2 separate regions of the Gasterosteus aculeatus genome follow, and region 1 is linked to region 2. The links are chromatin contacts, called in public Hi-C maps. All regions are on one chromosome and are shown on one strand. Each heading gives the region's core, a stretch centred on a gene start, on an enhancer-like site or on the middle of the called end of the contact. The rest is flanking DNA. Distances are from core to core; before and after follow the strand shown. Region 1 has its middle 19 kb from the start of snapc5. Region 2 has its middle 11 kb from the start of LOC144383796.

What was found. Hi-C and Micro-C count contacts between places; a contact is called where the count stands out from the background.
Region 1: a contact with region 2 is called in a Hi-C map of skeletal muscle, with 4 times the contacts expected there. The contact joins two enhancer-like sites. A contact is called at or near these places in 4 of 6 Hi-C or Micro-C datasets (skeletal muscle, tail fin and whole body).

Annotation. Positions count from the first base shown.
Region 1 is chrX:19,311,838-19,315,024 of fGasAcu3.hap1.1, reverse strand. No RefSeq gene overlaps it. Among protein-coding and RNA genes, the nearest start is that of snapc5, 19 kb to the left of the region's middle. Within about 2 kb of position 1,319, at least 2 of the 9 cell types and tissues checked have open chromatin away from gene starts, as enhancers often do.
Region 2 is chrX:19,267,989-19,271,070 of fGasAcu3.hap1.1, reverse strand. No RefSeq gene overlaps it. Among protein-coding and RNA genes, the nearest start is that of LOC144383796, 11 kb to the right of the region's middle. Within about 2 kb of position 1,825, at least 2 of the 9 cell types and tissues checked have open chromatin away from gene starts, as enhancers often do.

The DNA.
Region 1 (3,187 bases), core at 70-2,569, 44 kb before region 2:
GAAATGGGATCCAGCTCAGACGGCGTGGAGCACGGCCAGGCAGTCGGAAAGGGCATTTTAGCTGTGCAACTGAACTCCAAGCTTTTTCATTTACCATAAATCAGAGTGAATAGATGTACCCTAAAAAGGCCTGCGTAGACGCCGTCTCTGGGTTACAGACGGAGAGAGAAAAGGCTGGGTGGAGCAGATTGGGTTAGTGGGAGCCAGGGCTGTGTGTGGATCAGACTCCCGCTCAGCTGTCTCCAGAGGAAATCAAACAGGCCTGTGCGGTTCATTATTTTGTCGGCCAACTCTGCAGCAGAGAGCACTGGCGACATGGCCATTTACTGTGAGTCTCCACTGACCCCCCCGCTTAGCGCGGCTACAACCGGTGCACTGCGGCGTGGCTGTGCATTTGATGAAACAATTCTTCGGTCTTTAACTGAAGTGAGAGTCTCTCCTTACTCTCTGCCCACACACGTCGTCGATGCGAACAATGAGCTTTGCCACTGGCCCTTTAGATGCTGATATCTGGGAGGAGATGGGGGAGTGGGGGAAGGCCTGGAGGTTCAAGGTCTCCGTTGTTTGCTCTCCTCTCTGAATACAAAGTCCTGGGTGGTGACCCCATCGCCAGTATAGACTCGCAGTCTACAGGACGCAGCAGCGCACGCGCACAGCAGACCTCTCAACCTCAACCTCTGAACTGCAGTCACCCCACCTTTCAGCAAAAGAGCGAGACGTGCAGGCACGTTCTCCTTTGCACGCTAGGTCTTTTTATAGAACTCAACAAGAAATATAAAGGTAAGCAGGCCGAAAATACAAATTGTAGCACCTCTACCTTAACATATGGAGGCGGATGGAGATGCTGGGGTCAAAGCGAGCTCTGATAATGCGACGGACCTAACATTAAAGACGGGAAAGGAAAGAATGGCGGCGTCATTCATATTAATCCATTCTTGCACATCTCTATTTGTGAACACAGATCGCCTGACGGCTATCGGCCAGCTCAGACGCCAGTCTCCACGCTATCATCAGGGTCTGATGATCAGATAGCTCTCACTGAGCTGTCTCCAGTGGAGCGCGGCAATGTGGGTGGAGTTGGGGGGTGGGGAGTGTTTGATAGCTAGACAGTTTGCCGTCTGCTGTGAGAAACAGTCAAGAAATATTATATCAGTTGATGTGCATGAAGACAGAACGGCACCAGCAAGGAGCCAGCCAGGCACAGTGGTGTCTGGAGGCGTAGGTCAGCGATGTTGTCACCTGGCCTCCAGTGACATGCGCTGACTCTGTCTCCCCCATCAAGCTCAGCTTATTGTTTGCGTTGTCTGGGCTGAATCAGGGCCGGTGCAACTACTCGTTGGCAGTGGACAAGCAGGTTTGGGTGGAGCGTGAAGCTTGTAACGCCAACCAGATTAAAACTGCAGGCAAGACGTGTATTTATGAGTACGGTATTTACGAGGTGCTCTAATTATTTATTTTTCCTTCAGAAGTAGTCCTCAATGAACCACCATGTGTTTCATTGAGCCTCGGTCAATGCGACAGTGTTGAGCGCCTAGAATGCATACATCATTTTCAGTAATATCTTACTTAGTAAAAAATAAAGGCATATATTGCATCTGTGCACCGTCTTTATGATTATAGTTGTATTTCTTATTAGAAGGGGGCCAGGTGATATGTGCAATGGACTACTTTGCCGTTCAACATTCAAGCAACTGCAAGTGCAACAAAGAAACTGAAAGCAGCTGGCTGAAACATGGAAACATGTGATGCACTCTGTTAGTCAGTTTCTAAATTGTGACATTGTCTTAACACAGCAGCCTCAGACAGGAGAGAAACTTCATTGAATAGTTTCCCACGGAGATAATATTTGAACTGTGACTGATGAGGTGTCTGAGTATGTTCAGGCACGGCGTTAAAATGCTGTGAATCAGCTAATTGCACCGATAATTATGATGTAGAATCGGAGAATGCAATAAAGCAACAGTGTTCGTGCTTGGCAGAGCTGAAGGAATGCTAGCACGGGATCACAATGGAAGAAAGGGGAAACTCCCAAAATTGTGGTCATCTTCTTCGAATGCTGCCAAAGAGCGATTGCGACCTTATTTTTACTTTGGGTCATATGTTTAAAGGTTTTCGCTCACGGCTACTTTTCTTTCTACTTTCTTATACCTTTAGTCAAAGGTCCTCGATATGATTTTCACAGCAGTAATTCAGCAACAAACCACTATTTGTTCTAGTGGAGCATGAAGTCACTCTTCTTCTGTGTGTTGCAATTTGAGCATCGTTGTGGTTTCTTCGCACGGCCGCGGCTACCTTTTAGTGTAAGTTAGCGCTCTGCGGCCACAGCTGGTAACGCCAAACCGACCGACCGACGACGGCGTCGTCTCCGATGCTAAGCTTCGCGTTGTTTGCACGGTTATGGCTGTTAGCATCGTTAGCTGTGAGCCGCCGGCTCAGCCGTCACCACGTCGGGAGCCACGTAGAGGGAATTGATATGCAGGGGAATTTGTGTGCTTCCATAACACACTGTCAGAATGACACTGTTCATTCATTCACAACTTTACAGTTGTGATCAAAAGCATAAGCCGTTGAGTTATACATGTTCTTAAAAATTCCACTGTCACTCCACTGAGCTCGTAACTTCTAAGTGTAACTGCAGGAATCCCAGAGGCGCGCGGGAAGTGCAGTGTAAGGTGATCTGGGGTCATAACGGCTGTCATACTCTGCGCGAGCAGCTTAGAGCAGCGACCAACCAGCCAATGGCGTCCTTCCAGTTTTGTAACATCGGCCACTTCCCAGTAAAAGATCTATTCCAATTTAGTTCTCTCAAAATGTGGTCACTTGGGCAAACAACAACGATAAAGTGGTGACATTAATACGTGAAGCAAAGGTCAACAGGATGCCTCCGTGTCAATGACTGCAGCTGAACTCTTCCCTTCCAACAAGTCATCGTTCCCAAACAAGTCAAATCACTGAATAAGTTTGGTCGCATCGGCGTCACCGATGTTATGGTTGTACAGAGCACTAAACAATTAAACAAATGTTTGGCCAGTTTGACATTAATAGGGATTTTGAGTAATATAACTTATAAACATACACATGGCAGACAATACTTTTTTCAGCCGTATGACACAGTAAAGTCCAAACGTGAACGTCTGGGGTAAAAAACAGTTGCTCATGTGATTCGCTGGTGCAATTCCATTTCATA
Region 2 (3,082 bases), core at 576-3,075:
CAAAAATGAACATATTGCATTCCAAACGCGCAGACAAACCTATCAGAGCAACAAAACAAAAAAAAAGGAGTGAGCCGTTTTGCTGTGCGATACCGAAGAAAACTCACAGATGTAGCGAGGAGTCGGCTCACCAAATCAAACCAAGCACTCATTCCTCTGTGCACGCCACTCCCGATCAGCTCCGGGGGTGGGTGGGAGTCCAAAAGAGCATTAAAAAACACAAGGCTCCTTCTAGTCTCACTTGAACAGAGCGGACGCCCTTGAAACTCCAGAGGAATCCAGAGGGGAAACCGCTACAGCTTTTAGCTCGTGGTGCCTGCTGGGCTGCAGCTTTTATTTTGCGGTGAAGGCCTCGCTAAACAAAAGCTTAAGTGTCTTTGTAATTGTTTCGTCATTTTGTTGTGATTTTAATGGAAAGTCGGATATGAATAGCAATCCAGCTGCATACAATGGTTTTCATTGACTTAACAATAGTGTTTATTTCACGGTCTCTGAACCGGGCCCCATGAGGGGAAGTGGATGACTAATTATATTTAAGTGTTGCTTTCTTCATAGAACATAAGACGGCTTGGGTAAAAACCTTAACGTTTTGAGCTGCATGGGTTGTTTTTAGCTGCAACACATTTCCTCAATAATCAAACCACATACAAAAAATGCACTTGAGCTTCGATAGGTCCAAGCCAGAGGTAACGTTTTATGGGCTATGTCAGAGTCTTGGATGCCAAAAGCAGAATTCATCATGCTATCTCGCTGCAAAATTTATGTCAGGCTTGGCAACTCCAAAGCAGTGAACCTTTACTCCCAATACTCACCTCGCCAATATGCGTAGGTGCAGCCGCTGAGGTGACATCTGGCTCATGTGCAGGATTCTATAATACCTCCCAGCAGTAATGCATTAGTTGCCTCATGGTAACGGTACACTACATTTTCCTTCGTTCCTCATGCTCTGTGCTGCAGTGGGGCCTCCTGCGTTGTAATAACGTGTTTTATTCCTCTATGGCCGTGCAACGTGATCTCCGTCTGACATTCCTGGACTTTTGTTTGTCTCCATTTCCACTGCGCTCACCCCACTACTGCTTCACCTGTCTCGGGCCGTCCCGCACGAGGCTGTCTAGCGTCTTAATATGCTGCTGTCTTTCATCTGGCTCCTGTTAAAGCCTTAACAGAAAGATGGTGAATGCTAACTACTGTCAGCACCTGGCTGTAAGAGAGGAGTGGTGCACAGAGGGAGAGGAGACAGGCGCGGGAACGGAGGACTTAGAAAAGTGTTGAGAGAAGGCCCATTGACTCAGTGGTGGAAGTATTTCTTTAATATAAAGTTTCAAAACTTTTGATTTTATGAAATTACCTGATCATGGAAGCAAAAATCCTCTTAGGGGCTTGAAAAGAAAATCAGTATTAAGTATTATTATTATTAAGTGAGATATCTGAACGGGCTCACATGGAACCCATGATTACATCTATTCATTTCACTGTACCCTATAACATCACTGAGTGCTTTAATGTAAAACCCTAATATGGAAAGCATCCACAACAGCTGTCAAATAAGAATATTGAGGTAAAAACAAATGTACTTATGTCTGAGAATTTAGCTTAGCTAGTTTTAGTACAAAGTAGAAGAAAACAAATACGGCGTTATTGTAGCCAGTGGCATCTCAACCCCTACGTGGATGTTCGTGTTCCCCCTGCTGTAATTCACCATCCAGAGCAAAACCGTGAATGTATCACACACGTTCATTTTCAACGTTCACTGCACGCTGGCTTCCTTTGTTATCTCGGCTGCTCTTGTCAGCCTGTTGCATGATGGCCCGGTTATGTCGACGCCCACCCCATCGCCGGCGGCAGCAGGTACGCGTGGCGGCGGCCTGCCAGAGCTGACGTGTCTGATGATGTTCTTACAACCATTAACTAATAGAAACCAGCCCCCCAGCTAAAAGGAGCTCTATCAGACGAGGGGATCTTGTCGTTAGGAGGCCTGAACATACAGACCGACGCAGTCGCCGAGCACTTCTCCCCTCTCCTCGCTGGCATTCCTCTAGCTCATTAGGCCTTTGTTTCTCTGACCTGTACGAACAAAACGAAGCAATCCAGGTGAATTTATATAAACGCTGTAATAACGGCCCTCAGGGCTGCTCAAAATCAGGATAAAAGGAGGCGCCTTGCGAGCAGAAAAGAAAAAGAAAAACCCTCATTACGCTTGCTTCTGCTTTGGTCCTGAATTATCCGACGTGCTGCAGCTTGTCACTCTTGGAAAGTGTTCAGACGCATCGGCTTTGCCGTTGTTCGTTCCTCCTGCGCCCCAGAGCAGGCCGCTGATTGAGGCCCTGAAACTGTCTGAATTGTGTGTTTACGTAATGTAATTCCTATTTCTAGTGTTTTATATCCCACAGGGCTGTGGTGTGACAGATGTTATTCTCCAGGATACCAAAGCAACTCGCTTGATCTGTCACGCCAGGCTCTCGCTGTCATGTACAGAGTAAAACGAAGGGCACTAAGGGTCAATTGGGTGCTTTATTTTTGCTGGGATGCGCGTATTTTGCTTGATTTGAGTCAAGGAGCGTTTTTATTTTGTTTTGACGGGACAAATATTTGTGAGTCCATCATGAGGTTACACCTACAGACACGGGCTTTGGAGACAGTAGGAGTTTGTTTTCATCCTTTTCATCTTTCCCCACAGCTCCCCCTCTTCTCTCCCTCCTCTAACTCCCCCCTCTCAGCAGAGTTTTTAATATCAAAGTGCACTGTCTGACAGGGGTAAGTCTCAAACAAGGGCTCTTTTGTTGGGTCTCCCTCCAACCGGCCAGGAACGACGACAAGAACTTGTCAACCCTCGTCCCGTTAGAAAGGAAGATGAAGAGAGGGGACCGAATTGGCTCTTCGACAATGTACAAAACGGATTATTTCGGCGTCTGACGTTGGGTCTGAAACTGAATAACTTAATTTCCTTTTATTAAGAAGCAGACATTCTGTCAATATTAAAAAACACTATTCATTTTTAAGATTCCCCATATATTTAATATCACCACACACAATCTCTCTGTCTCTAGATGGGGGAGAGGAGGACGACTGTTTGCCAGTAAAC